Regions from separate parts of the Xenopus tropicalis genome. Here region 2 is linked to region 1. Evidence: chromatin contacts called from public Hi-C data. All regions are on one chromosome and are shown on one strand. The core of a region is the stretch at or near the end of the contact, and the rest is flanking DNA. Distances in the headings are between cores, read along the strand shown. Region 1 overlaps insr (insulin receptor). Region 2 holds the start of insr (insulin receptor).

Evidence for each region. A called contact is a pair of places that touch in the nucleus more often than the background predicts.
Region 2: a Hi-C map of liver shows a contact between it and region 1, with 2.3 times the contacts expected there. The contact joins the promoter of insr here to the enhancer-like site in region 1. A contact is called at or near these places in 2 of 5 Hi-C or Micro-C datasets (brain and liver).

What each region holds. Positions count from the first base shown.
Region 1 is chr1:111,791,843-111,796,227 of UCB_Xtro_10.0, reverse strand. insr (insulin receptor) reads left to right here. Exons shown (of 21, transcript XM_002934379.5): 3 at 3,948-4,266. Among named protein-coding and RNA genes, the nearest start is that of insr, 51 kb to the left of the region's middle. Within about 2 kb of position 1,732, at least 6 of the 11 cell types and tissues checked have an H3K27ac peak or open chromatin away from gene starts, as enhancers often do. A contact at or near this core is called in liver, where this site is marked.
Region 2 is chr1:111,842,614-111,847,287 of UCB_Xtro_10.0, reverse strand. It overlaps insr (insulin receptor), which reads left to right and starts at 2,746. Exons shown (of 21, transcript XM_002934379.5): 1 at 2,746-3,891. The coding sequence starts at 3,762.

The sequences.
Region 1 (4,385 bases), core at 483-2,982:
AGCTCAACATGGATTTTTAAGACACTAGTGTGTAAGAGCCCTTAAGGGTATTTTATGTACCAGCTGACACATAACAGGAAGTGGAGCATATGTGAAAAAATGTCAAAAATCAGATGTGCAATAATGTACACGCGGAGCTCTATGAAGGCACTATAAGCATTAACAGATGCTGCCTGTGAATGTTAGTTGTCTATCCTCTCTCATAAATGCATCAAAATATTGTGTGTCTGTATTTTTATTAAATACCTCCGTTTTTGTGTGTGACTGTTTTCTATAAGGGCTCCATTTTGATGTTTCAGACGCTCCTGCCTTTGGTATGCAGCATGGCTGGAATTACCAGCCTGTCTAGAGGCCCTGGATCGGGTTACTGGGAAAAAAGGGGGTTTTACTATTTATTTTTTGTATTCTTTGGAAGAAATTACTGCATTAAGCTGTGGAAAAAATGTTCAGTTATTGAATGTACAGTGAGCTCTGGATAACCGTAAAATGTTTTTCATTGCATGCAACCTACAAGTTTTGGCAGATTTCATGGCACTAGCACTCTAGCTAGATTGGGGGGGTCTCTGGCCTCTGATTCCCAGGTGTTCCTTATAAATAAGATGACTGTGTGGCTGTGCGAGCATGCTGGTAATTGTAGTTAGTTGGAAACATGTATTTACCACACAGGTCAGAGTGGCCCAGGCCTAGGAGTAAAGCTCCAAATGGGGCAGTTTGTAATTTTAAAAAAAGATATATTTCCAGCAGATTTTGTTTTTCTTTAATTATCATGTAAAGTTCCAGATTCAGGGTGGGGTTAGAATAGGGGGATTTGTAGGGGCCAATTAATGTGGATGTGGGGGGGAAAGTCGGACAGTAGACTTATGTGGGAGTCTGACCATAAGAATAGATATTGCCAAATAATTTGTTCTACTCTAAGTCAGTTCTATCTATATCAGATCTATAACTAGGGCAGCCTCATCATTCAAATGATAACATGAAGAGGATGCTGGGAGGTGTAGTTTACAGGCTCACAGCAGCTGGTGCTGCTGGTTGCTGCTTACTTAGTTCCCAAACATTTAATTATTGTTCCTCTATCTTAAAAAAAAAGACAGGCGGAACTGCAGCACATCCACTTATGATAAGACAGTCCATCTCACCATGTATGAGAGATGAGCTCCATGCACTGATCCACACATCAGTTTGTAAAGATATTTGTTGCTGTGTGTGTGTGTGTGTGTGTATGTGTGTGTAGCAGCAGTAGCAAGTTTAATCCTTCCCTGTCTGTGGAATTTAATTTAAAAGCATTTAATGCTATAATATGTGACCAAATGTAAGTGCTCAGGGCCAGAAAGTGATACATTGAGTTTTTTATGGAAATCTTATAAACTGCCTAACAGTCTGTATAACACTCTGTTGTTTCCTCTTTCTATTCTCTTTCTCTCTATCTGATTCTTCTTGTCCATACATTACATACTAGACTGTGGCTCATTCTTCCCTGCTTGTAAATCACCTGTCCATATAGAACCTTCCCCTAACTCTTTCTGTTAATTCTATTTTAAATCTCTCTGAAACTCCTCTCATAGCCCTATGTGATTATAACTTCTTCTGTAAGAATACCGGACCTTTAACATGTTGCCCAAACCCTGCAGTCTAAATGTTTTAGCAACGCTATTGCATATCCAAGTCTTGCTGTGGCTTTAATTTATAGGATGGCTGTGGATACTGGGAGCTGCAGTTCACAACAGCTGGATCTGTAAGCTTGTCATTCCTGTAATGACTACCATTGCCCTATTTAGCTCTGCGTGTGACTCACACTTGGCTTCATATAATCTTTCCTTTTGCTTTGCAATTTTGTACATCCATTGCAGAGAACTGGTATCTTCCCTGTACTCTTTCTACTTTTGCTGGCATTGAAAGGGTTAATCGCGTAGTTTCTTTTCTGTTAAAGTACATCCAGCGTTTGGGGGGAGCAGCTGAGGAGAGCTTGGATGAGGGGGAGGCGGGCAGATCCCAGGTTGGTCTGTTTCCAGCTGCCATGGGATTGGCTAAGGGTGAGGGCGGCGCTTGGGCAACAGCAGAGTCCTGGAATGGAATATGCCTGGAACTGGAAGAGAGAATTATGTGGTTCTGTAATCACAGCGTCTTCTTATATATCAGTCTGTGTTTTGTGGAGCAAAGTGTATATAGGTGCCTGCAAATAACTGCAGATAGCGATACCTATATATATGTCTGCAGCATCTCTACCTGCCTATAAATAACCACTGTATCTATTTAAGTGTCACCTGTGATACACTGGAAACCTGTTGCTAACGTTTACTTTAGTGAGTTTTGCAAGGCAAAGCCGCCTTATGTGACACACCAGTTTCAGAATGATTTTACAATTTTAGACCCCCTAGCAGATAGTTAATTATTATGGTTTTTTTTAAAAATTACTTTTTAACCTCATAGTACTGTTCACTATTACTGTAGGGGCTACTGGCATAAAAATGACGCACTAGTGGTTGGCAAAGAATATACTGTGGACCAATAGTCTGCATGTTGTTTAACTACAACTTCTAGCATCCTTTGAGAGCATGCAGCTGTTATTGGGCTTTGTGCCATTGTACTATAGTGTCTTTGATGGCTGGAAGTTGCTGAGTCTTTGCACAAGTACAGTATTTTACCTGCTTTTCAATGTAGTAGGCCAGTTCTTTTTCACATCTCTGTGTAGTAAGGTGTTGTACCCCGTGTTAGCCATTGAAAAACTGCAGAAAATGTAGGGTTAGGTCAGGGGTGCCCAGACTTTGTCACCCTGTGATCTACTCTTGCCAACTGACCTCCGTCATGAATTCTGCACACAAAAACATATATAAAGTGGGAACAAATATATACAGCGGCCGGTGGGGAAAATCTTTATACTGGGATGAAACTACCAAGATGGATGGCTTCAGCAGCCGCACTCAAAAGCTCCAGTATGCTGGGGGTAAAAAAGAAGTGCCGGGATGTCATCCCACTGCACTCAAAGTAAAGTGATAAGATAAAGCCAACTTCTAGCAAAATATTATCAACATCATGGCAAATGATTTTGAGTTCCCTCACATAATGTCACCTAAAATTTGCCTTCTGGGTATCTTAGATGATATCATTTCAACCAATTATGCTCGCAACAGATACTGGTCATTGCTATATTATGCTAAGAAAGATATTATGATGCACTGGATGGGAACTACTTTACCTAGTGTCCGCTCATGGCAACAGCTAGTCAGCAAGACGATACCACTTATAAAAATTACCTCAGAGGTTAGGGGTACTCAGAACAAATTTGAATGTATCTGGTCACCATGGTTGGATACTATGCAATACTATTTTTCTCTGTACCACAAACTATACTTCTTTCATTGACTCTGATGTATATTTTATAGACCTGGAAACTATACTTATATCAGTGTTTTTGTGTGTTTTGTTTTTGTATTAAAAACAATAAATAAAATTGACCTTAACAAAAAAAGAGATAAGATAAGGGTGCACTACATTATCAAACTGTCTGTCTATATCAAACTGTAATAAATAAACTACAAATGGAAAATGTGACATGTAAAGACAAGATCACATTTTGGTCCAGATATGGACAAGCTTCCTAGAATGCACAGTTTAGCTTCACTCTGCCAAGGATGCAAATACTAGTGCAATTAGCACCTTGTTGTGAGATGAAGTCAGCCTAAAGAAATTGTCTTTTGAGAAGTAAATTGTCCTTAGCTGTGTTTTTCTAGGTTGCAGATCTCTTAGTTAAAGTCATATCTGGACATAAAACCCCTGTCCCTGTTCAGGCCACATTCCAGGGTGTTGAAAAGTGGCAACTACTTCATTCTCTTGAAGAGGAAATGCCTGGCACTAACTAGAAAATAAATTACAATATCATAAAATAACAAATTCTATGTACTGGTTCTATATACTTACTGTCTTACAAACTTTCTCTGTTCTGTGCATAGTGTGCCCTTCAGAATGCAAGGGAAGTGGTTGTTTGCCAGATGGACAGTGCTGCCACTCAGAGTGCCTTGGAAGCTGCAGAAAGCCTAATGATCCAACTGAGTGTACCGCCTGCCGGCATTACCAGTATCAGGGTGTGTGTATCAGTGCATGTCCCGAGGGGTCTTACCGGTTCCAGGGTTGGCGGTGCATTGACTTCAATACCTGTCAAGAAATGCACAACCGGTGCCCAAATAAGGAAAATTCCTGTCCTCCTTATGTCATCCACAAGGGAGAGTGCATGCCAGATTGCCCATCAGGCTATATTGCCAACTCAACTACGTAAGTAGCTTTTTTTGTGCCAATATGTAGATTTTGTTACCATCAAAATGCATAAGGTGCACAGGATTTGCATGAAGTATAACTACATTTTGGGATGGTTTAAATAGCTCCAGTATTTT
Region 2 (4,674 bases), core at 1,497-3,996, 50 kb before region 1:
TTAGAAGCTTATTTATGAAATGGTGAATTCTAACTTTCATCCATAAATATATATAAATATGCTTCTCAAAATACCATAGGAGTTAATAGAACATGGGTGAGTTATATGTATTAAGCTTTAACCTCACATATTGCCCCCTAAAGTGGTATCTGAATGATTTACCCAAGGCTGACATAGGACTCATCGCCATGAGCTGAACATGCTCCCTGAGCCCAAGTCCAGATATCTTTAACCACTAAGTCCAACTTTACGAAAGTATATTTATACACAATTTAGAAACACAGATTTATATAATCCTTATATATGAAATACTTTGTAGACTTGGATAAAACCTGGTACAAGGGCATTTATATATGTATTCTGTTTTGTCTGCACAAAGCATGTTTGTATATGACTTACAAAGTAAAGTAAAACTGACTCAAGGCCTAGATGTTACACTGTAACTGAAACACATATGGGGAGCAAATAACCAGAACATTATGTATTTATAAACATATCTGTATTCATTCTGTGTCTGTCCTAGTTTTGTCAACCTGGGGCTTATAAGAGCGTGTTAAATTTTATTTGTAATCACAAATAAGGTTGGTGTTATAGTTGGAGTGCAAATTATATATGTATATATATTGCAAATACACACACACACAGAAATGAGGATTTTTATTGTCAGCATGCCAGGCTTTTGACATTGTCAGTAAGAGCATTTTAAATTAACAGGGCAAGATGTAGCAGTAAGTGATACAGCAGGGATAGCCAACTCCAATTGTTGCAGAACTGGAGTTCCCAGAATTCTCTTCGCAGACTTGGTAGAGGGACTCTGCTGGGTGTTGCAGTCCCCAAAGCGCTTCAACTCTCCAAAATGTTCCTTTTATGTGAAATAGCAAAAAGCAAAATAGCCCTTACAACCTTACATGGCAGAAAATAGCACACACTGTACTGCATTCTTTACAGGCACAGACATACTGTCCTATTTTATTTGCTTTATTTCCAGTTATGTTAGATGATCATTACACAGCTGGAAAATGGAACAGGATTAAACAATTCATTGTGCTTAGAGATGTGTGTTAATATGTTGCTTTGATTCATTACATTATTATAAATTCAGCCTGCAGTGATACTTGTAGTGACAAAATATTAAAATAAAGGGACTGCACACACTGGGTTAACACTAAATAAATTGCTCTTTATATTTTACCAAGCCCTGTTGAGTGCTATACTTTTTTTTAACTTTTATAAATATTATTATGAAAATGTATTTATAAAGCACCAACATATTCTGCAGAGCTGTACAATAAATGGGCATACAGGTTTACATACAAAACAACTATTAACCAATACAAGAGGTGAAGAGGGCCCAGCCAAAAAGAGTTTACATTCTAAACAGAGAAGGGGTTGAGATACAAGGGGGCAGATTTATTCGGTCCGAGTCCGAGTTTTTCATACCTGGGATATTTTTGCCAATTTTTTTGCTAATTTGCGCAACATTTTCGTACTGTGCATCAAAAATTACGCAACAAAATTGTATTACCACGCCGAGTACGAAAGTTTCGGATTCATTCAAGCTTCGTTATCGTGACTTTACTTTGGATCAAAGTCGGAAAGATTTTCCCCCCGTGTAGTATCGTTCAATACAAAAATGTTGTGACTTTCGGATCGCCAATACGATATTATCGTGACTATTCTGATTTTTTCGTAAGCATTTTCGTGATATTTGCGATCATCAGAAATTATCGTATCTAATCGGAATTTTTCCCATTTCGGGATTCGAAACTCTTACTTTGATGAATGTGCCCCAAGGTTTGAATATGGGCAAGATCAGAACTAAGCAAGGTGAGAGATGTAGCATAGGGTATTGCATGTAGGAGCATATTGAAGTTATGCTAAGTTAATTAAGGGTAAAATTCTCTAAATATTTTTTTTTAGTTCTTTTGAAAGCAGAGAGATTGGGATAAAGTCGGACAGACTGTGGGAGAGAAATCTAGACAAGGGGAGCAGCTATCGTAAAGTCTTGAATGTGAGTGTGTGAAGAAGTAATGATTAATAAATACTTTCATTATCTACGCACCCAGTCATTTATAATTTTTAAGTGTAGGGTGATTCCCTTCAGAGAGAGATAGAGAGATATACACACACACACACACACATATATATATATATATATATATATATATATATCTTTTAATAACAAGGTAAAGTGCCTGAGGCATATGTCCTGTGACTGCTCTGAGAAGAACAAGTTGTGAATATAGATTGTCTTGCACAATATACGTTTTTTGCACTAAAAATAAATGGAGGTGACACTGGTGACTTTTGTCCTTAGCATACTTGCTATTCCGCAGACTCACTGTGACTGTCACACTAATACAATATATTTTGATACAGTAAAAAGAATGGAACACATGAAATCACGTGTAAGCTTTTGGCTCTAGACCAGCTCTAAACTATTTTGTCTATGTAGAATAGAATAAGTATACATATTTACAGGTTCTGTCTTCCATCCACAGATGGAATAAAATGACAATAATAACCTGAAAAACAGCTTCGACTTCATCCACTTTTCGCAAAGTATAAGCAATTTGTTTAAAAAAAACAAAAAAACAACAGTTTAGTAGAAACTAACAAGCCCCAGGCTTGTTTTGCTGCCAATTTACCCAACTGAGTCCTTGCGAAGTGGTTGTGCTTCAGAAGCGTTTGAGAAGAAATAGAGTGGAAATAGGAGGGATCGGAATCCAGTCTGTGAGCGTTGTTCCGCGCCAGGTTTTACACAGGCTAGTTCTCTCCCAGCTGACTAACAGCTCTTGTTTACTGGTTGGATACTGGTTGGGAAAGGGGGGGGGAGAGACTTTGCAAGAACTAGTAACATATATGTACATGGTTATTTTTTTGCGCAAATCTCTCGTTTTCTACACACTTTTTTCCCCTTGATTTATTCCCCGAGCGGTGGGGGAAACGGAAGACGGAACGCGGTGCCAGGATTCCAGATCAGGGTCCCACAGAATAACGAGGTTCTTGTGGCAGTGTCTCAGGGCTGAAGACACGGAGCGATCAAGTCTTTGAGGATCATACACTGGGCCCCATAGAAGGATCCACACATGCATGACCCAGCCAGCACAGCTTCGCATTGTCTCTATTGCGGATACAGCCCAAATTAATCATCCTTAAAGGAAATATTCTTTTCTCACCCCTCCTCCTACTTTTTCTAATTTTGGGTTGGAAACACAGTTTATAAGAATACAGGAAAAGATTGTTTTTTTTTTTTTTTAAAAGGCGATTTCCTTGTGAGAAAGTTTTTTTTCAGGCATAATCTGGATTTTTTTTTTACATTTTTTACAGGATTTCAACATTTTTCCTGTGTTAAAAAAATCTTCGTGTCTTGGGAAAAAAAAAACAGTAGAAGAATTTATAAACAGAATCCCCAGTTGGCAAGAGAGGATTTCCAAAGAATAAATCTGGAGTGATTCCAAACCTAATAACATTGTATTTGGAGAGGAAATCTATATTTATATATATATATATATATATATATGATTTTTTTTTCCTCTCTTGAAGCTGCTTTTATAAACCATGCTTCCTCAGTCTCTGAGCTGTCACAATCACATCATTAAATAGGACCTTACTTTGAAATATTTTTGTTGTCTTAGACTAATATTTTGGATTTTTTTTTTATACCCTTTGTCCTTGTCAGTTTTGGTAATACAAGCTCCCCACTATATTTGCTGGGGAAATAGAACTTGTAGGTGGGGAGCTGAGCTTGAAACATTGGCATGGGACAGGGTGTATTGTGGGGTGAGGGGCACCCCAATAATAACCCCAAGAGCAAGGTGGGCTGGAAGTCCATTGCGGGAATATTCATCATTTTTATGCTCATTCTGTGCGACCAAAACGACGGGAAAAGTGAGTATGTTATTTGGTATATAACTGTTACATGTGCGCAACCAACAAGGGAGCAGTATGGAGTTCCCTGCTTGTACTTTAATAGCAGCGATACAGAGTTATTTCCTATTATTTAATGAAACCTCCAACCTACTATTTCTAGCTACTGTCGGACTACAACACTACTTGTGAAAGTCGGGGTGGTAGTTGTAGTTCAGTGACGCTTAGCTGATAGGTTGGATTTCTACGTAGAAATATTAATGCTGCTGCTTGCAGTGTTTGGTTTTATCACTAGTATGTGACGTTTCGGGCCTAGTGGGTACTGCCAGACCGCGGGCTTTAGTGTCCCGCTCTGACTGGTGCCTGTGGGAGGAAGCGCGCAGCTAAAATGGAGGCGGCCGGCTTGATGCAGCGCGCTAGGCCTCCGCTTGGTTTCATTTGAGATTGTAAACATGGTGGGGGTGGGGTTGGGGCCTGCTACTGGGGCCACCGCCTACTTGGCTTTACTGGGCGGCAGATAATCTAATTAACAGAGACGTTCAATTGAAATACTAAGAATTCATTCTTTTATGAGAGTTGCAAAGTTTGTAATATACGTGAAGTGAAATTTACAACGTGGAAGGGTTTAGTGTTGCCTGCTCATCCCTTAATAATCCGGACACACAGACAATCCACATGGCGTGTAGTTAAGTAGTCATTGATGTGGAGATGTGTGCTGCATGGCATATGCTTCCCAAGCAATGGAGGGTGTAGCACACGTCCCTTGTACCTGCAGATTAACCCTTCCTCATAGGAATTTTCTAT